7 separate regions of the Mus musculus genome follow, and regions 1, 3, 4, 5, 6 and 7 are each linked to region 2. The links are chromatin contacts, called in public ChIA-PET and HiChIP or PLAC-seq maps. All regions are on one chromosome and are shown on one strand. Each heading gives the region's core, a stretch centred on a gene start, on an enhancer-like site or on the middle of the called end of the contact. The rest is flanking DNA. Distances are from core to core; before and after follow the strand shown. Region 1 holds the start of Hdgfl3 (HDGF like 3). Region 2 holds the start of Rps17 (ribosomal protein S17). Region 3 holds the start of Iqgap1 (IQ motif containing GTPase activating protein 1). Region 4 overlaps Iqgap1 (IQ motif containing GTPase activating protein 1). Region 5 holds the start of Blm (Bloom syndrome, RecQ like helicase). Region 6 has its middle 29 kb from the start of Zscan2. Region 7 holds the start of Tm6sf1 (transmembrane 6 superfamily member 1).

What was found. ChIA-PET counts read pairs in DNA pulled down with a chosen protein or histone mark. HiChIP or PLAC-seq counts read pairs in DNA pulled down with a chosen protein or histone mark.
Region 1: a contact with region 2 is called in an H3K27ac HiChIP or PLAC-seq map of stem cell-derived neural progenitor cells, with 4 times the contacts expected there. The contact joins the promoter of Hdgfl3 here to the promoter of Rps17 in region 2. A contact is called at or near these places in 2 of 484 Hi-C or Micro-C datasets (cortical neurons and hematopoietic stem and progenitor cells) and 4 of 115 datasets of contacts at active chromatin or transcription factors (T-cell acute lymphoblastic leukemia, astrocytes, memory CD8 T cells and 1 more).
Region 3: a contact with region 2 is called in an RNA polymerase II ChIA-PET map of memory CD8 T cells, with 17 read pairs. The contact joins the promoter of Iqgap1 here to the promoter of Rps17 in region 2. A contact is called at or near these places in 2 of 39 promoter capture datasets (liver and pre-B cells) and 5 of 115 datasets of contacts at active chromatin or transcription factors (the 230-238 cell line, kidney, large pre-B cells and 2 more).
Region 4: a contact with region 2 is called in an H3K27ac HiChIP or PLAC-seq map of stem cell-derived neural progenitor cells, with 4 times the contacts expected there. The contact joins the enhancer-like site here to the promoter of Rps17 in region 2. A contact is called at or near these places in 3 of 39 promoter capture datasets (hippocampal neurons, liver and neural stem cells), 1 of 484 Hi-C or Micro-C datasets (the HPC-7 cell line) and 2 of 115 datasets of contacts at active chromatin or transcription factors (fibro-adipogenic progenitors and stem cell-derived neural progenitor cells).
Region 5: an RNA polymerase II ChIA-PET map of memory CD8 T cells shows a contact between it and region 2, with 29 read pairs. The contact joins the promoter of Blm here to the promoter of Rps17 in region 2. A contact is called at or near these places in 2 of 39 promoter capture datasets (liver and pre-B cells) and 1 of 115 datasets of contacts at active chromatin or transcription factors (memory CD8 T cells).
Region 6: a contact with region 2 is called in an RNA polymerase II ChIA-PET map of memory CD8 T cells, with 153 read pairs. The contact joins the enhancer-like site here to the promoter of Rps17 in region 2. A contact is called at or near these places in 3 of 39 promoter capture datasets (hippocampal neurons and liver), 1 of 484 Hi-C or Micro-C datasets (B cells) and 3 of 115 datasets of contacts at active chromatin or transcription factors (embryonic stem cells, memory CD8 T cells and stem cell-derived neural progenitor cells).
Region 7: a contact with region 2 is called in an RNA polymerase II ChIA-PET map of memory CD8 T cells, with 21 read pairs. The contact joins the promoter of Tm6sf1 here to the promoter of Rps17 in region 2. A contact is called at or near these places in 6 of 39 promoter capture datasets (the C10 cell line, the HPC-7 cell line, HPC-7-derived erythroid cells and 3 more) and 6 of 115 datasets of contacts at active chromatin or transcription factors (astrocytes, embryonic stem cells, extraembryonic endoderm stem cells and 3 more).

Annotation. Positions count from the first base shown.
Region 1 is chr7:81,933,100-81,935,799 of GRCm38.p6, forward strand. Hdgfl3 (HDGF like 3) reads right to left here and starts at 1,360. Exons shown (of 6, transcript NM_013886.4): 1 at 840-1,360. The coding sequence starts at 923.
Region 2 is chr7:81,343,952-81,346,651 of GRCm38.p6, forward strand. Rps17 (ribosomal protein S17) reads right to left here and starts at 1,283. Exons shown (of 5, transcript NM_009092.3): 1 at 1,251-1,283; 2 at 906-1,057; 3 at 360-465. The coding sequence starts at 1,253.
Region 3 is chr7:80,801,988-80,804,687 of GRCm38.p6, forward strand. It overlaps Iqgap1 (IQ motif containing GTPase activating protein 1), which reads right to left and starts at 1,344. Exons shown (of 38, transcript NM_016721.2): 1 at 1,154-1,344. The coding sequence starts at 1,208.
Region 4 is chr7:80,762,930-80,765,629 of GRCm38.p6, forward strand. Iqgap1 (IQ motif containing GTPase activating protein 1) reads right to left here. Exons shown (of 38, transcript NM_016721.2): 5 at 2,366-2,442. Among named protein-coding and RNA genes, the nearest start is that of Iqgap1, 39 kb to the right of the region's middle. Within about 2 kb of position 1,287, at least 55 of the 459 cell types and tissues checked have an H3K27ac peak or open chromatin away from gene starts, as enhancers often do. A contact at or near this core is called in neural stem cells and stem cell-derived neural progenitor cells, where this site is marked.
Region 5 is chr7:80,533,753-80,536,452 of GRCm38.p6, forward strand. Blm (Bloom syndrome, RecQ like helicase) reads right to left here and starts at 1,367. Exons shown (of 22, transcript NM_001042527.2): 1 at 1,291-1,367.
Region 6 is chr7:80,831,061-80,833,760 of GRCm38.p6, forward strand. No RefSeq gene overlaps it. Among named protein-coding and RNA genes, the nearest start is that of Zscan2, 29 kb to the right of the region's middle. Within about 2 kb of position 1,346, at least 171 of the 459 cell types and tissues checked have an H3K27ac peak or open chromatin away from gene starts, as enhancers often do. A contact at or near this core is called in B cells, memory CD8 T cells and stem cell-derived neural progenitor cells, where this site is marked.
Region 7 is chr7:81,857,631-81,860,330 of GRCm38.p6, forward strand. It overlaps Tm6sf1 (transmembrane 6 superfamily member 1), which reads left to right and starts at 1,371. Exons shown (of 10, transcript NM_145375.4): 1 at 1,371-1,910. The coding sequence starts at 1,819.

The DNA of each region.
Region 1 (2,700 bases), core at 110-2,609, 590 kb after region 2:
CACAGACGCGGTAGTGCTTCTTCCTCAGTAAGGATCGGAATAAAAATACTGAATGCTGTGTATTAAATGCAGATGCTTTCTAGAGAAAACCTAGCGACAGTCTTGCTGTTTAGGAAGAAGAGAGCTGTCGTGGGTTTGGTTCGAGGCCAAGAATAAGGTTCGGGAACCGACCTAAAACAAATATGGAGGTGAAAAGGCACAAGGAAGCTCCTTGAATTCACCAGCCAGTGACAGGCTATTTGGTGTCAGTTTCTAAGAACCAGGGCACCAGGGAGGCAATGGACAATGAGAGGGCAGGTGAGGCACAGGGGATCGCGCCCAGGAAACACTCAACAAGTCTGGAAGATGAAGGATGCTCTGAGATCGAAGATTGCTACCATGAGACTGCCGCTGGCCTCTGCACGACCATCCCCTTTCCCAGGACTGACCGTCACCGGCTCTCGCCGGCTGGGGGACAGCCTTTCGCTCTCCTACCTGCCTCGACGTTCGCCCGGATCAGGGCGTCTACTCAGGACCATGCTGGGAGCCAGCCGGCGCCTCCACCCCGGACCCGCTTCCCGGTCCCCGCCGGCTTCCATGAGGAAGGCGACGTCGGGCCTGTCCGGTCGAACCCGCCTTCGAACGTGGGCGTCAGGATGGCCGCCGAGCCGGCGAGGGCGCAGCCCGGAACCTTCGCCTCGGCCCGGAGCCCGGTGCGCAGCACAGCTCGCGGTTCAGCCCAGGCGGCGGCCAGGCGCGAGGCGGGCTCGAGCCGAGGTGATGGGGAAAGGGGGCGGGCGCGCCATCATGAAGGGAAAATGGTGGGCGGGCGGGCCCGCGCGCGCGGCCGCCGTACTCACCCGGGCGGGCCAGTGCGGGTAGCCCTTCATCTTGGCGAAGACCAGGTCTCCCGCTTTGTACTCGCGGGGCCGCGGACGCGCCATCCCGGTCGTTCTCCTGCTCGCCGGTCCTTGGCCGCCGCGAAGATGCTGGGAGGCCGCCCCTCCGCGGGACGACGGAACCGCGCCGCGCTCCCCGCGGGGCCTCGAGCCGAACGCTCGAGCGGCCGCTCCGACGAGGGAGAGCGGCGAGGCAGTGGCCGAGGCGAGCGGTGGGCGGGGGGCACCGCAGGCCCCGCAGATCCCCGCCCGGCTGCGGGGGATGGGAGCCCGCGTCCGGCCGCGCCGAGTCCCGACGCCGCCGCTACCGCCGCGCGCTGCTCACAGGAGCCGCGTCGCCAGCCTCATGCAGCCGCCGCCTCCCCGCCGAGCTTCTGGGTTCCGTGCGAGCTCCGGGCCTCGCGCCTCCTCCGAATTCCTCCTCGGGCAGCGACCGCAAACACGATCTTATTATTGTTCTCGCGCGCGCTCAGCATTCCCCCCCTCCACCCCTCGCCCGCCCCGCTTCCCTCCCCTCGCGCGCCGGCCGGTTAATTCCTAGGTGCACGGCCGGCTTTCTCGGAGAAACCGCGCGCGCCGCCTGGCTTGCTCCGCGGGCTGCTGGTGGGCGCGTCCTCCCGCAGCAGCGAAGCCGGTGCCCCGCGGGTGGGAGCGCCTACTCCAAAGACGCCCGCCGCCTGCTCTCTTTTGTTCTTGGCCGGGAGCTGCCTGGTGAAGCCCAGCCAATCACCACCCGGCCGCCCCTCTTTCCCCTCCTGCTCGCGCCCACCCCCTGCGGACTGCACCCCCTTTCTGACTGCCCCCTACCCGTGGGCCACTTCCTCGGGTGCTCTCTGGTGAGTTGGGGGAGAGGGGGGACAAAGGCTTCCCAGGCATGGGGGATAGCTGCGCAGGGGACTCGCTGCCTGGTCAGTAGGTACCTGGAAAGAACAAGGGCAAGGTTCTTGCCCCAGGTCTGCCTTAATGATGCAGTGTGACCCACCTAGGGCAAGCGACTTCACTGGAGTCAAGGCCAGTCCTCACCGACAGGATGGCACAGTCGGGCTTTGAACATGGATCTATATGGTTCAGTGCCCATAGCCTAAGTTATGCTTCTCTGTGTGGGGCCTTCATGGGCCAATAATTTTGGGGCAAAGGACTTACCCTGACAAGTCAAATCAGTTGTTTTCAATTCTGGTAACATACTGGAGAGCAGCTTCTAGAGATTTCTTTATACAGGTTAGTAAGTCTACGACAAACGTGTGCATTCACCATTGTTTTATTTGGATTTCAGCTGACTGCTTTCAAAAAGACATTTTGGGAGTGAGAATCTTTATAGCATTCTCCTTTGTGAGAGGTAAATAAAATAATTCACTCTTTTCTGCATCTGCTCGATGAATGGATGAATGCGCCCTGTGGAAGATCCCTGTGATCTTGCCTTCTTTAAAAGGTCCTCTGGTGCTGCACCTAGTTGGGAAGACAGCTCTCCTTTGTGAATTGCCCTCTTTGCCATTTCTCCCCTCTGTAGAAAGTGGGTTTTCCAAGCATCTGCCCCACTCACTTGTGCTTGAGAGCTGTGCTTACCGCAGCCTCTCCGTGATGGGTTTCCAGTGGCCGGCTGTAGAGTCTGGAGACATTCCGAGGAGCGTTTACTTTGTTCACAGTACTTGGCTGTTTCTTTTTTTGCATCTCTTAATTCTCCAGCACCCACCCCTCACCTTCCCTATAGGCTCACCTTGTCCTCTCTTGCGCTGCAAAATTAGTCTAGGTTTTTTCCCCCGGCTGTGATAGCCCGAGAACGAGCTTGTCACGTCTACAAGTCATATCACACACATCCTAGGTG
Region 2 (2,700 bases), core at 33-2,532:
AAACTAAAGCTGTGCACCACCACAGCCCACTTTATTCTTGTGTCAGAACCATCTAGTGTGCATTCAGAAAGCAGGGTTCACACTTGGATGTCAAGCTAACCACGTCGGGAGGCACTCTCACTGGGCTCCCATGTGAAAATGAATTTAGACCTCGCAGAGAAGCTCAAGGTCGGCTGATTACAGGCACCCTCGGCTGGGTGTGTTGGCCCACGCCTTTAATCCCAGCACTCAGAAGGCCGAGGTGGGTGGATCTCTCATCATTTTGAGGAAATAGATTAAGACTTCACTGACATCCAGCTGCGTTCCCACCTCAGGTGAGCCCCCAGGAAGAGGTGCAGAGGAAGACCCACAAATCTTACCTCAGGAACGTAGTTATCTCTCCTCTCTCTCTCTTCTTCCTGCAACTTGATAGAGATGCCTCTCACAGGCCCTCTCTGAATCCGCTTCATCAGATGCGTGACATAGCTACAAGCAATGCGAAACAGTGACCACCTCCCACCAGAACCGACTTTGTCTCTACATCAAGGTCGGTCTCACCATCGGAAAGACACACAGACACACACACAGCACTGTTCAGATGTCCACTCCTTACATCCTCACTCGCCGTCACCAGCCCTCCTCCGAATGTCATGTACCCCGACTGGTCTTATCCGTCGTACGGACACAACACTGCTATTTTTTTGCACAACACGGCCATAGTGGTAAAATGCGGGAAGCAGAGACCACAGCAGTAAGGTTTTGAGGCCGGAGCTCTGCCTTCAGCTACCGTAAGGAGCCCGAACTAAGACCACGTCGGCAAAACCCCACTGTGGCCAAGGCACACCTCCAGCCCTTCGGCGGGCCGTCTGGGGGGAGCGGAGGCACCGGCCCGGGCAGGCTCTCCGGCGGCCGCGGCCCCCACTCACCCGGCTATCTTGTTCCGAAGCTTCTTGCTGGGGATAATGGCGATCTCCTCGCACACGCGCTTGTTGGTGTGGAAGTCATTACCCAGACGCGTGTAGTACTTCTCGATGATGACCCGGGCAGCCTTCTTCACGGTCTTGGTGCGAACGCGGCCCTGAGGGTGGAGAGGGCAAAGTCACCGGGGAGCCCGCGCCTCCCGCGGAGGGGCCGCGGCGCGCACGACTTCATGCGGAAGCGCGCCAGGCCGCCGGTGACGGCGCCGGCCCCTCGCTGCGGACTTGAGGCCGCGACGAGCGGAGGATGGGCGAGGATTGAAAAGGACAGAGCCCTGGGAGCCAAACACCTACCATGTTGGCGGGTCTCGGTAAAAGAGGAAACAGGAAACACAAGAGAGGCCTATAAAGCGCGGCCAGAAAGCCGCTTCCGCCTGGCTCGCGAGAGTCCCACAGCGGCCCCTAGCGGAGTGGAGTGAGGCTGCCTGGCTGTGGGCGGGGCGAAAGTCTGCGCGTGCGCACGCCGGCAGCTCGGCCGTCTTGGTTTCCACTCCAAATAGTTCCGTGCTTCTCTTGGGCGTCCGGTGTGTTTTAATCTAGGAGTTACTTTGAGGTCCTGAGATGGAGCCTAAAGGAGGCCCGAGCTATGAAAGGCATAGTAGTAAACAGGGTCATCCCCGATTTCCACCCTACCCGCGCCTCTAGTCAGAGATTAGTAGGGTCTAGCCTAATTGGTGAGGTTCCTCTCATTTCCTGGTGTCACAGCAAACATCACCTAGAGTGGCTTTTCTTCTCATCCCAGCACAGTATTCCATTCGAGCTGCTCTTAAATGTCTGAGCACAATTACTTTTCTCAGCTAGGTTTGAGCTAAACAGGAAGGGCTAACCTCGAGTGCTTAAATCAGTGGCTGGCTCACAGAGAGGTCTCAAACACTTTTACCAACAAATTAGGATCTCAGTTAACTAGACTGTTCCCGATTAGTAGGGACACTATCTCCAACCTTCAGCTTCTTCCGGTTGTTCTGCCATAACCAAGCCCAAAGCAGGCTCTTACGCTACGACCCAGTGGCTTCATCTGTCCAGAGAGGGCCTTTCCTCCAGCTCTTTCCTGGGACAGGGTCCTGCGCTCAAACCTAAGGAGACCGTGCTGGCCACAGGGCATGTATCAAGGGGCCAAGGCTGTGCTTCATCCTTCAACTCATCTACGTCACTCTGGTTAGGTGAAGAGCTGAAAGTCCTTACTCTAAAAGTAGCTCATGGCGGGAGGAAAAAAGATGTCCTTGACCATGGACCCGGAAGAATACTGAAGAGACCAAAGGGTCTGTAATCCCTGGGGGTTGCATCGTACATTACCAGTGAATTCCCAATGAAGTGGAGGCCAGGCTCCAGATGCAAGACTAGACCTTACAGTCTTGCAGGAAGAGAACTCTTGGATTCTGAGGAGTAGTGAGTTTTTGCACCTTACAAGGATTTAAGTACCTAGGAGTCCCTCTCCCTCAGACTAGAGTTTCCCAAAGGACCAGTTCAGCATGCTGCCGTCTCCACTTGAAAAATCATCAGACCTGTCATGAAGCCATGGAGCCTGTTAGAAAAGCTAGTGTAAGGGCTGTGAAGAAACAAAGCACTGCAGCGTGTCCTGGTGCATACCTTAATCCCAGCACGTGGGATGAATGGTAGGCAGAATTCCTGAGCTTGAGGCCAGGCTGGCTTACATAAGGAGTTCCAGGACAAGGCCACAAAGAAAGACCCTGAATCAAAAAAGCAAAATAGTAACCACTCAGAAAGGAATTACATCAGCACAAGT
Region 3 (2,700 bases), core at 94-2,593, 540 kb before region 2:
CTCTCCCTTTCAATTCCACCTCTGCACTTCGATGCCCTCGGTTTTCCACGTACAGTAACCCTATGTTCTCCAATACCATATTTAGTTTGTGTCTGCCCTCTCAAAGTCATGTCTTGCTCACCCTGCCCCACACTGCATCCTCCAAGCCTCTGTTTAAAAGTCAGCACCTACCTTCCCATGGCCTTGTTAAGTCCCTTCTCTTCACCCCCATTACTCTTTATACCCAGTTAGAGTTAGTTCATGCATCGTTTATCTTTATTGCACCTTATTGGTTTTTTTCTTGGAGCTGAGGACTTGCACTTGCTAAGCAAGCACTCTACCACTGGGCTAAATTCCCAACCCCTCATCTAATTATCAATCTCTGTACACCTGTCTCTTTCTCGGACAGGTTTTGAAGGCACTGTTTGATCTTTTTCATCCCTAATTTCACAAACGTAGCACACATTATAACACTATCCAATGCATAACTGGATGTGTTAAAGTATCCTTTAAGAAAGTACTTTTCCCAAAACATAAAATCTAAACCTGGGACTCAAAGGGATCCTCTTGTAACTACTATCCCACGTACAGCTGGTTAGTTTACTAAGGTTGCAGGGATAGTCACAGAAAATGAGGAAGTGGGGGGAGCCGGTTTGGGTGTGTTTATGTTTTAATTTTACTTTTGAAATGCTAAAGAAAGAACCCAGCAGGAGAAAGCATAAGCTGCTTGCCTAAAACTGCACCTCGCAGCTAGCCTGAGGCTGCGCGGGTCTGCGCCCTGGGTCACCCTCGCAGGCAGCAATCCGGGCAGCACCTTCCCACCACGCCCGAGCAGAACCCCTGGGTCCAGTGCCCAGGACACGCCCTGCACAGTCAGTTCTCCTGCCACCTCACCCTAGGCCGTCTTCCCCAATCTCAGTAGAACTAACCGGTGGAGGAGCTGGGTGGGGCTCCCCTGCCGCAGCGCCTAGCGAAGGCAGAGGCCTCCAGGTTTCTACCCGCCGCCTCCGGAGCTCGAGAAGGCTCGGGCGCCAACCTTGCTACCAGCCATACAGCCAGCTGCTCTTCCGGGTCCGTGCGGTCCCAAGCCACCCGGCGCACCCGCCCGGCTGAGCCCCTGGGAAAACCCGAGCTTGGTCCCTCGCCCGCGCACCCCCAAGCCCTCGGCACTCACAGCCATAGTGCGGCCGGACCACACCCAGGCCATCAACCTCCTCCGCGGCGGACATGGCGGCCGAGTCCAGGTCTCCGGTGAGGAAGCGCAGAGACCTTGAAGACGCGGGCGACCGTAGCAGCAGTAACTCCTGCCCAGTGCGCGGGCTGTCGCTGTCCTCAGAGCCCCGCCCCGCGCCATCGGCCCCACCCTGCAGGTCCCGCCCCGCAGACCCCGCCCTTGAGTCCACGCCCAGCTGCGCTCCCCGGAGCGAGCGGAAGGGGCGTGGTCAGTATTACAGGACCCGCCCCTGCCCTCTTCGCTCTCCACTTGCGGAAGCGAGGAGGCGGGGTGCTGTAGCGAGTCCCTAGGCCGGCTTGGTCCGTTGTCCCGACACTCCTCCGCTGTCGCCCTATCTGCGGCTCTGACTAAAAGGCCGCCAATGTCTACAGCTTGAAATCCAAATGTTTTTAGGCGCCTGCCTTCTCCTGACAACTGAGTTAACCCCCTCTGCACCGCGGCTCCTTCAAGGAGCCGTTGCAAGTGGCCCAGAGTGTGATTATTGGAAGCAAGTAGGACCCACTGTCAGGAAAGACTCCCACTCCTACTCTCTGCTACATTCTGTCAATCTGACCTCTGTTCTCCCCAACAGTGCTAAAGAATAGAACTGCTCAATCTCTTAAACTGGGGGATGACGATGCTCACGCGGAAGAGCTGTTTATCAGCTCTTTACAATCTGCAAGATCTTAGGGGGGTTATCTTGACCCTATTAATAAGGATGCCTCGTCTCTTTACCCTTGTGATCTTTTAAAGTGCCAGTATTCAACCGAATTCTATTCTGAACCAGCCTGGATTGGAGTGAATCACTGGCTCTAATAATAATAATAATAATAATAATAATAATAATAATAATAAAGTAAAAGTCCCATTCTCAGGACTCTTACCCTCACCATAAACAGTTGATGGCTTCTACTTACAATCCAGACCATCTAGAAGCCCCTCAGTAGTTCCAAACTATCTAACGTGCATTTTTGGACCTCTCACAGACACTAAAACCTGTCAAACGTTGATCCTGTTCCTGCCCCACTCTCTGGAAGTGTTCCATCACCAGTCACACACACACCCCAGGTTCCTCGACTCACCTCTATTTCTGAAGCATCTAGTTTTGTTTCTGTCCCCACCTGTGATAACACTTTTTTGATCATCATAATCTCTATTCTCACTTGTGCCAACCAGATCATCATGATTGCCAGCATGCTCTTTCCAAAGTACGGAGTTCTTTGGGAAGGGGGACAAGTCTCACTATGTAGTTCTGGCTGTCCTGGAGCCCACTAAATAGGCAAGGCTACCCTTGAAGATCCACCTGTCTCTTCCTCCTGATTGCTAGAACTAAAAGCATGTGCCACCACACCCAGCTTCCGAGTTCTTGTCATAGATGTAATTTTTCCTGTTACTCCCTTCACAGTGCAGTTTGTGTACTTTCCCATGCCAGGTGGGCACCTTTACAACCCAATTCCAGGCTCTTTGTTCCAGCCATTTTCAATTTACTAGCTCTTTCCTTACAAACT
Region 4 (2,700 bases), core at 37-2,536, 580 kb before region 2:
ACGCAGGTTAATTAAGAGTTTGTGCTATTTTATCTTTGTTCTTTAGAGACTAACAGGACTCTAGACTCCATGAAGGGAAAGACAAACCTCACCCACCCACCGTTGAGAGAGAAATGCCTGTAAGCCTGTGTTATTGGGTTGGTCCTAGTGCTCAGGCAGATCAGAATCAATGAATTAGAAGACATCAGACGACATTACAGACAGTGGCTCAGCAAGACACAGAAACAAAACAAACACACCACATCAGAAGGGGCCACTGCTCTGGCCTGGCATCTCCCCACCACACCTGAAGTTAACCCCCAGGGTCCACATGGTAGAAGAACCGACTGACTCCTATAAGTTATGCCCTGAACCTGACCTGCACACCCTTGTGCACATATAAAATAAAATAATTTTCAAATAAATTTAAAAAGTGCAACAGGGTCATCCACAGTTTTGCAGCTAATCTATAAATCCAGGTATCTTCCAAAATAACCATGCCTATAGATAAATATTCTAGATAATCTCAGTTAATTCTTACCAGGTTTTAGCAACAAATGAACTCACACTAACTTAAACTCAATTTTCACAACATGAAGGGTTTTTATTTTTCTTAATGTAAGGTAAAGGATTATGGGCCTATTTAACACCAAAATCAGAATCAGTGGGGTTTTACTTTGGTTTCCTTTGTGATGGTGGTGGTGGGGTCTCACTCTGCAGTCCTAGCTGGCCTGGAACTCACTATGTAGCCGAGGATGACCTAGAACACGGATCCTTCTAACTCCAGGCTAGCATCAGGGCTCAGAAGGATAAAATCTTAGGGAAAGAAAGGAAAGCACACACACCCCAGAGAACGGAACGTCAGCCACAAAACAACTGAGTACCACCGCGATGGAACAACCACCTCTGGTACAGAGCCAGAGCATAGCTCAGTGACAGCACACTTGCCTGCCACGGGCCAGGTGTGGGTAAGACTCCAGCACTACATCAAGTTGGGGGAGGGAGGGTCCTGTGTTACTGCTGGTCCAAAGGAAGAGGGCGTCCCACACAGTCCCACACAGCAGTGAGGTGGTACTCTGTCCCGAGAGCTGCTGTTGAGGTCCTGAGTGGTTAACACCCTCTTCCTGCATACAACCAAGGGCTGCCAACTTACCTTTCAGGAAAAACACCAAGTGGGAGGAAAGAAACCATGAATCCCAAGCCAGAACACTCTGCCCTGCCTGTGCTTTCTAAGCAAAGACTGCATAAGCAAGAGCAGTGGAGAACAATGGCGGACTTCCTCCCTTTGTTCTGATCCCATCATTAGGAAGGCACAGGAACTCCTCATCTCTGTATTTCAAAGAATTGAAGGCTTGGGACGCAGGCTACATCAGAGGCTACAGAAGGAGCAGAGAGGAATTCTGCCAGCTTAGCCTCCCGTGCTTGCCAAGTTCAGACAGCCACTGTAGGCATGGCCTTTACAAGGTTATCGCCAGACAGACCTCAGCACACCAAGCCAATCACAATGCCGAGAATTAATCAGGCTTTGGCTCAGACACAAGCATTTGAATTCATTACGCTCTTAACACAGAAATGTACTAGCCACCTGCAGTCACTCTTCTGCACGCTCACAATGATGCTGGTGATACCTAGGTTCCAACCCAAGTTTCATAAAAGCACTGAGATGGGGCAGCTCGGTGGAAGAAGGTATGAGATAAGCGGCTTCTTACAGGTCCCTGCTATCCTTTTCACTTGTAAAATTAACACTGAGGCTATATATATATAGCAAGCGGAATCCAAGCAAACAAATCTCACCCTCACGTCCCACTTCCTCCCCAACCTTTCCCAGTCCTAGAGCCATGAAGGAATCGGATAACACATTATACCACCATTCCCAACTACCCAAGTGTTTATCTTCCTCTCCCCTACCCTCTCTTCAGACACAGCCCTGTCTCTTGCTAATTCAGTACCCTGCTGGTTCTAAGAAGTGGGAACTTGCAATTAAGTCATTTTCCATGAAATTATGCTTTACTTCCTATCATATTTGTGTTGGTATAAAAATTACTTGTTGAATGAACAAATAACAATGGAAGGTCCCAGCTGGCTGAATGGATAAAGGACATCACACCCTGATTAAGATGCAGAGTTCAGAGAGGTGCCAGATAAAAAAAATGAAAGCTAATACCGTGTTTCTGCAACAATAATATATTACGGGGATAAACAAATCCCTTCTCTCTGCTCCCTAGAAAAACACAGGTGTTTCGGTAAGGATAATAGCCTTCTATTCTGTTTGAAAATCCTCGAGTTGATATAAAACCCCTTTCATTCTTGCAGCACAGACAAAAAATACACGCTGGACTGCGCAGTTATCCTTAGGTGACTTATTTTGCTAAGAAGCCCTGGTTACCTGAGGGCGTGGATACAGTAGATGCATCTTGGCATGTTCTTCCGGTCATAGATATCTGTGGTTTCTGGGTAAAAAATCTAGGAAGAAATCAAAGAAGTAGACTGAATGGATTGGTTAGAAGAATCAGGAAAGGAATAAAGAAAGACCTTTACTAAGACAGACCAGACCTCAGGAAAAGATCTTCCTGAACACAGCAGTAACATCAACATTTGCAGGAGAGTGAGGAGAGAGCCTAAAGCTCTCTGCAAGGCAGAGAGTAACAGAAACCAGGTAGTTAAGTAGGGTGAAATCAGACGATTGCTATCATGTCCAAAGCCACACCAGTGGGACAAGGA
Region 5 (2,700 bases), core at 117-2,616, 810 kb before region 2:
CACTAAGATGGAAGACAACTGCAGAAGGTACCTCTGGTCTTCTTGCACATTAACACACACACACAAACATGGACAAGAACATACTCCTATCTCCATTCCTGACAAAAGGTAAAAATTTAGAAAATAGAGCATGTCCCTCAACCAAGTTTAAGATGCTACATTCTGTCCAGCAGTGGCAGCCATTGCCTTTAATTCCAGCACTCAGGAGGGAAAGGCAGTGGAATCAGGGTTCGAGGCCAGCCTGGTCTACAGTGGGCTACACAGAGAAATCTGTGAGTCTCTTTTGCAGAAGTACATATTTCACAGTATATACACTTTAAATAACAGGGATGGTGACATGGGTCTGTAACTCAAGCACTTGAGAGGTTGAGGCTGAAAAGATCATGGAGTCCAAAGTCACCCTCAGCTCTACAAGTTTGAGGCCAGACGGGACTACAAGATCCAAAACAAACAAACTGGTACTAAATCCCTATCTTGGGAACCTAAAAATCCCACTTCATCCAAGCAAAGTTAAAGTGACATCCAAACAGAATAGCAGTCAGGCTAACAAAATGTTGACTCAAGCCGGTGTGACGTCAACTCAGCACTGGATGGCTGAGACGGTGTGACGTCAACTCAGCACTGGATGGCTGAGACAAGTTCCTTCCAAGCTCAATTAAATGTATTACTCCCCAGGCGTCTGCCTCTCTCCTTCTCCTCCATCTTGTCATCTCTCGATCAGTCTTTCCCACCCCTACCCCTTGCTGAGGTAGGAGAGCTGTGTATTTAAAGGCGACACCGGAAGATGGCAGGTTCATCTCAGTCACCCTCACCCGGTAACCTATGACAGTTAAGAGGGACTGGGAGGAAGCCTGGGGCAGTGAGATAGGCTTCAGAGCTGGGCAGGTCCTATTCAAACCTCATCTGGCATCCAAGCCCGCGCGCCCTTTCGGCAAACGAGGTCTGAGCTCCTGCTTCTCCGATTAAAAACAGGGCACCTCCACCTCTTCTGGCGTCTCGAAAGCATGCATTGCTACGAGGGGTCGTTGCAGCACTACACAAACTACGGGAAGCAGATGAGCTAATTTCTCGCGTATGACAATCAAGGCCTTAAGGAAAGTGTGGACAGTGAGACTCGAGCCTCGGCCGCCTGACATGGCCTTTTCTGGGTCACCAGGTCTCTACTCCGGTCTGGGCTTCTCGCCACAAGCGAGGCTCGGAGAACCTGGGACGGATGACTGGTGAAATGGCCAAGGCCTCGGGCTCTGTTAGTCGGCGGAGCCACCGCAACCCAGCGCGCGCCGAACTCACCTCACTCAGGCTTACGTCGCGCCGGGCGGAACCACCATCCAAACTCCGCGCGCCGACACGGCCCTCCTGCGCCCCGCGCCGCACGCTCTGCGCGGCAAGAAGGATGATTCTGATTGGGTAATCCCTGAAGGATCTAACCAATACCGTGGCCTCTGGCTCCTGGCCCCGCCCCTAGAGCTGCTGGGGCGGTATCCCCCGAGCACGTACTACTAAAGCCCAATCCGAATGCAGCTGACCGGTCAGGTGATTATGGCAAACTACCTGGCTTCCGGCGTAGTAAGGCTTTGTTTTGTTTTTTGTTTTTTGTTTTCCTAGTGTAGGGAAAGGCGCCTGAAGCCCAGTCTGTGGCATGGTAGAGATTTTGTGATGTTTGAAGACAGCCGAGGCTTGCTAGTTCCGGTAAATCAGGCGAAGCGTCTGTGGGCCTCTTCTTTTGGATCTCACCCTCTATTCTTGTGAAACTTCGGCGGTTCTTCCACTGCTGACTGTCATTAATCGGTCGCAAGCTCAGATACTTCAGCTGGCATGCAGATGCCGAGGGTGAAGCTTCAGTTCTAGTGGGTAGCTTCCACCATGAATGCAGCCCGGTGATGCCTGATCTTCTATTTTTGTAACTTTTAGTTTTTTTGAGACCGGACCTTACATAGCCCAGGTTGGCCTCAAACCTCCACCAAATTGTGTAGGAGAAGCTGACCTTGAACTCCCGATCCACCTACTTACACTTCCCAAATACTAGGATTACATATTCCACCAAAGTGGGCTCTTGTTAATTTTTTTCTCTTCCAACCCTGTCATCTGTCCTTACCCTCTTTTTATTTTATTTATTTATTTATTTATTTATTTATTTATTTTGGTTTTTTGAGACAGGGTTTCTCTGTATAGCCTTGGCTGTCCTGGAACTCACTCTGTAGACCAGGCTGGCCTCCAACTCAGAAATCCACCTGCCTCTGCCTCCCAAGTGCTGGGATCAAAGGCGTATGCCACCACTGCCGGACCCTTTCCCTCTTTTAAGGAGTAAATTCAAACTGTTACAACAATATGGAAAACAGTACAAAGGATTTGAAAGATACTAAAAGTTACCTCATGACCCAGAAACATCTCCTCTGACATATACCCAAAGAAAATTAATAAATAACTTCCTAAAGCTATCAGCTTTCCCTTGTTCATTGCTGCATAATCCACAATAGCCAAGATATGAAAATAAGCTGTCAGGAGAAAGACGGGAAATGCACATCAGAATAGTAATTAGCCTGGTAAAAAGAACCAGATCTTTCCATTTAGGGACATTATGCTAAGTGAAATAAGCCAGACACAGTAAATTATTATTGCATGATCTTATATGTGGGATCTTTATAAAATTTAAATATTCATATCTAGAGAAAACTGGTGGAGAGTTGTGGGTTAGAGGAC
Region 6 (2,700 bases), core at 96-2,595, 510 kb before region 2:
AAACCGGGCGTGGTGGCGCACGCCTTTAATCCCAGCACTCAGGAGGCAGAGGCAAGCGGATTTCTGAGTTCGAGGCCAGCCTGGTCTACAGAGTGAGTTCCAGGACAGCCAGAGCTAAACAGAGAAACCCTGTCTTGAAAAACCAAAAACCAAACCAAAACAAAACTAACTGCTGGGCGGTGGTGGCGCACACCTTTAATCCCAGCACTTGGGAGGTAGAGGCAGGCGGATTTCTGAGTTCGAAGCCAGCCTGGTCTACAGAGTGAGTTTCAGGACAGCCAGAGAAACCCTGTCTCAAAACAAAACAAATCTAACTAGTGAATAGACTAATGAACTAACACAGCAGCAAACTACCTGAAGGAGCTAGTTGCCTGTTGTTCTCTAGCTGTTAAGCTATAATTAGCTTAGCCATCAATATTATCAGAGACCTGAGAAGGATAAACTACTATCTAAATGGCCTATGTGTCAGTTAAAATGACAGAAACTAGTCCATATTTCATGACCTGGCCATTTGTCCCAAGTTCCTGTGGTCTCCATTGCATCAAGGACAATGGCAGTCTTTGGCCATCAGGCCCAGAAGATGAAGAGGCCTTTTCTGTGGATGAGGAACTTGGGAGAGACTGTCCTCATCTCATCTTAAGCAAAGTGTGGCAATCAGTTGTCTGGTTGTCCTCTGTCCACAGCTCAGGCCGGGCTCTGGCAGTGGGCGAGGCGCTGGGGCAGTTATGTCCAGTAGTTATGTCCTTTGTGGTTGTGCCCATATTTTCTTGGATACCTTGGAGGGTCACTGTTAGGATTTGGGAGTCTCTGTCTGTCGTGGTAAGTTTAAACATACTAAATGCCACATTCAGGAGATCTCTGACTGGTTTGAGGGCTAGTACCTACCTGTTTTTAGTTATCTGCTCTAAACTATACCTTGAAAATATAAAACAGAAGACTAAATAAAGCTTAATCTTGAAATTAACTGCATCAGTTCTTAGCATGGCTTCTTATATATTTCTGAACAGATTAAATTATTTGATCATTTACAAGGATACTGGTTATCTATCTCTGTTATGTTTGAGCCTTAAAAGTCAGTTTTGAATTGAAGCTCTTCTAATATCAAAATAAAACTTTTTAACCCCAAAAACATACTCCATAAAGAGACTACCACCCTTTCTGACCTTTATCTGGTATATCATTATAGAGCATAACAGTTTCCCGTGTGATTAGGTTTAAGCCGAAGGCAGTGTCAGCACAGGAAAGGGGTTAACAAGATGGGAAAATGGCAAGAACCTTGATTGGCTGAGGAAGCTGTTATTGGCACGTTGGGCTGACAGGAAGGGCTTGCTGGAGCCTTGCCAGGGCTCAAGCAAGCTGAAAGGAAGTGGTGGTGGGGGCGGAATTTCAAGAGCCAGTGATTCTTAACCTTTGTTAATGCTGTAAACTTCTAAAAAAAAAGGGGGGGGGGATTGCAACCCTATAGGAGGAACAACAATATCAACCAACCAGATCCCCCAGAGCTCCCAGGGACTAAGCCACCAACCAAGGAGTACACATGGCTCCAGCTGCATATGTAGCAGAGGATGGCCTTATCTGGCATCAATGGAAGGAGATGCCCTTGGTCCTGTGAAGGCTTGATGACCCAGTGTTGGGGAATGCCAGGGCGATGAGGAGGGGTTGGGTTGGTGGGTGGGGGAGCATTCTTATAAAAGCAGAGGGAAGGGGGCATGGGATAGGGGGTTTGTGGAGGGGAAACCAGGAAAGGGGATAACATTTGAAATGCAAATAAATAAAATATAGAATTTAAAAAATCCTTAATTTTTATTCCTGGTATCATTACCATAATTTATAGAGCAATATGTACGTTATAAATTATAAATTATAAACCAATATTTTATAAACAAGACATGCAGAACACAGTAAACGTTTAAGAGCAGTCAGAAATAAAGGTGTAGTGGCAAATGTTATTTATATATTTAAAGCAGACAAAAATCTTAATTTCAAGGGATGAGCGCCTTGCCACCTGTTGATCCAACTCTCGTGGGCACTGAGGTTTTGTAGCAGAGAAGCTGAGAGGCAGCTGGTGCTCCTTTAAGAGCAGCTTGCACCAATCACACAGCCCCTGGCTTGCTGTCGGCTTGATCCGGGAAGGAGGCGGGGCTTCTCCACCAGCGCCAGACTCCCTGCTGCAGGTGCAGGGCTCCAAGGGCAGCGCCAGTTCATCCGTTTCTGTTGTCTCAATGCAGCTGCTTCTTTCTAAATACAAAAACACTGTTTTATGAGTTATTAAATATTACTTTCTTATTTAAGTTAGCCTGATTGGTTATATAAGTTTTTTTTATAAGTTTTTTTTTTTAAGATTTATTTATTTATTATATGTAAGTACACTGTAGCTGTCTTCAGACGCACCAGAAGAGGGCATCAGATCTCATTACGGGTGGTTGTGAGCCACCATGTGGTTGCTGGGATTTGAACTCCAGACCTTCGGAAGAGCAGTCGGGTGCTCTTACCCACTGAGCCATCTCACCAGCCCCGCCTGATTGGCTATGATCAAGCACTGGACATTTAAAAATTTCCACCTAAGCTTGGCATAGCGGCATACATCTGTAATTCCGGTATTTGCAAGAGGATTAGGAGTTCATACGCATACTCAAGTACATAGGAGTTCAGGCTAACCTGGGCTAGTGAAACTTAGTTTGGGGGTGAGGGGAGACTAAG
Region 7 (2,700 bases), core at 121-2,620, 510 kb after region 2:
TGGCATTTCCCGGTACCTTTTTGTTAGTTGAGACAGAATCTCATATATCCCAGGTCGGCCTCAGACTTGCTGGGTAGCTAAGGATGACCTTGAACCAGGGACTCCCTCTGCCTCCATCTCTTAGTGCTGGGATTTCAGATGAGCCCCCATCAAAGTCAGTTCATGAAGTGCACGAGGACAGAGCCTTAAGATTTGTGCACACAAAGCAAGCACGATCAACTACACCCCCAGCCTCTATTAAGTTATTTCCATAAATATGATTCTGAATTTTAAAAAAGCCCAAGCATGGATGAGAAGGAATAGAAATGATATGCAGCAAGTGTCTAGGTAGACAAGAAAGATTCAGAGCAGCCCGAGAGACTCAGGATACACGCAGACGGCTAAAGCAGCTCGGTGTGGGATGTGGAGGAGGTTGGACTGGCTGGGAAACTGGCCTAGGAGATGGCCTGGAGGAGAGAAGGCGCTTTGGGGAATGAAGGAGGTGGTAAAGGCAAGGAGCGATCATGGAAGATCGTGAGCGATGTCCAGGTTCCCACTGAGACTTCTGGGAGAAGCTTTGCGAGATGCTGCCGTTTGGACAGTCTTTACCCTTTTGTGCCCATTGTTGGCTGAGTTTTCAAGAAAAGGGAGGGCAGATAGTAGGAGAGCTGGCTTTGGAACAACCGACTGTCCTGGTGCAGGTTCATTTTCCTCACATTGAAAATGAGCCAAATGACCTGTAAGCCTCTGACCTAAAGACAGGAAGGCGCGCACTCTGCTGCCCCCACTGTTGCTCCGGAGCCCACTTCTTTTCCCTTCCCTGGGGCCATACCAACAGGACTCAGGCCCAGGGGGCTTCCTGAGCACACCCTGCTCAAGCAGCTCTTTGGGCGGCACTCTCATGCTCTACACCCAGACGTCTGGGAATATTCCACGAAGAGCCCTAATCTTCAGGACCTGCCAGGCTAGCCGGTGGTAACCTGGCCTCCAAAAACACTCCAGGCAAGGAATGAACGCTGCCTCAGTGTCTTACATCAGGGCATTCCTCTGAGGGTCAGTTCTGCTACAAAAAAAGAAAGGGAGCAGGAGACAGACCAGTGTGCTGAGCAGTGCAGGGCAAGCACTCCACGCTTGTTAACTCGGTCGATTTCCACAATCATACGAGGGAGCAGGTTATTCCCATTTCACAGAGAAATGATACAGAATGTTTCAGTAACTTGATCAAGGTCAAGGGGCGGTGAGTGAGCAACCAAGGTGGAAAACAAATATTTCCACTTGGCACTGGAACATTGGTTGCGGACGTTGATGGCAGCTGTGTGTAGGGAAGGGGTGCGCGCGGGGGGTGGGGTGGGAGGGCGGCACAGTGTTGTTCCAGGAGCATCTGTCCCCACAGGTCTCTGAGCCGATCTCGCGGGCCTGCGGGCTCTGACACCCTCAGATCTGGCTCCACCCTCTGCTGGCCCTTGGCTCAGCCCAGCTCCGTTCCAGCTCGAGGATGCCCAGCTCCCATCTGTGACCCGCGTCCTTCGCCGGGCCCTTCCTTTTCCCATTAAAGCAAGCGTCCTGGGGCGCTTGTCTCCTCGCGGTGGCTGCTGAGCCCTTGCGTTCGTTAGCAGGAGCCTGGTGGGGACGCCTCTGGGGATCGTACAGCGGCCCTAGAGCACCCGGGTGGTGCCTCTCTCTGTGCGCGCCGGGCAGCTACGGGCGACGGGGACGCGCAGAGGAGACGCGGCCGGGGGCCGCCTGGAAGGGCAGCGGCGAGGGGCGCGGCGCCGCCGGAAGCTGAGCCAGGGGACCCCCGGCGCGATGCGGTGAAAGAAGAGCGACCCGGAGGTGGCAATGAGTGCCTCTGCGGCCACGGGGGTTTTTGTGCTGTCCCTCTCAGCCATCCCGGTCACCTACATCTTCAACCACCTGGCGGCCCAGCACGAGTGAGTGAGCGCGCGCGGGGTAGACAAGAGCCCGCAACTTTTCCGCGGGTTTGGGACCGCGGCTTTGGGACTGGGTAGCTTCCAGAAACGCCACGCCCGCAGCATGAGGGAGGCACCAGGGTCACCCGGCCCTAGGTCCTCAAACTGGGCTAGGGCAGTTCAAGGTCTGAGAGCTGGGCGCCTGCTCTTTGCCAGTACTGGGTGGGTAGCTGATATTACCAAGGTCAATACCGAAATGCCCCTGCCTCCGAGGCTCTCAGACACTAGAGGGGTGCAGAGCAACACGGAAGGCACGAACCGCCTTATTTGAAAGGAACGCTTTCCTTGTATGGACTTTCACATACTTACCATTTTATAATTTTAGAAACTGTTGTGAGCGGCTAACAGAAATAACCATGGTTTTCTGAGCCTTTGCTACTAACAGGGTGACCTGGCTTTAGTGTTCTGGTCTGTCTTTGCACCTCAAGGATCTTGTGGGAACTTTGTGCAAGGGCGCTGTGAAAGGGATAGAGGTTCGATGCTGGCCAGGAGCAAAGGTTCAGTGATCAGTTTAATGCTAAGGAACCGACGAATTCTGTAAGGGCTCTGGGTCCCAGTCTTGGCTTTCACTTCTCTAAAGGGATCACTGACTGACGAGCCCCCATGGGCAGCCGAAGGCCTGGGTGGTCAGTGGAAAGGCGCCAGCGGTGGCCCTGCTGAAGTTGATTGTGGGCTGCTGGAGGAGGAAGTAACTGGCTGTGCTTTTCATAGCAGTTGGTGCTAAGGAAATTGCATCAATCTATACCCTGCA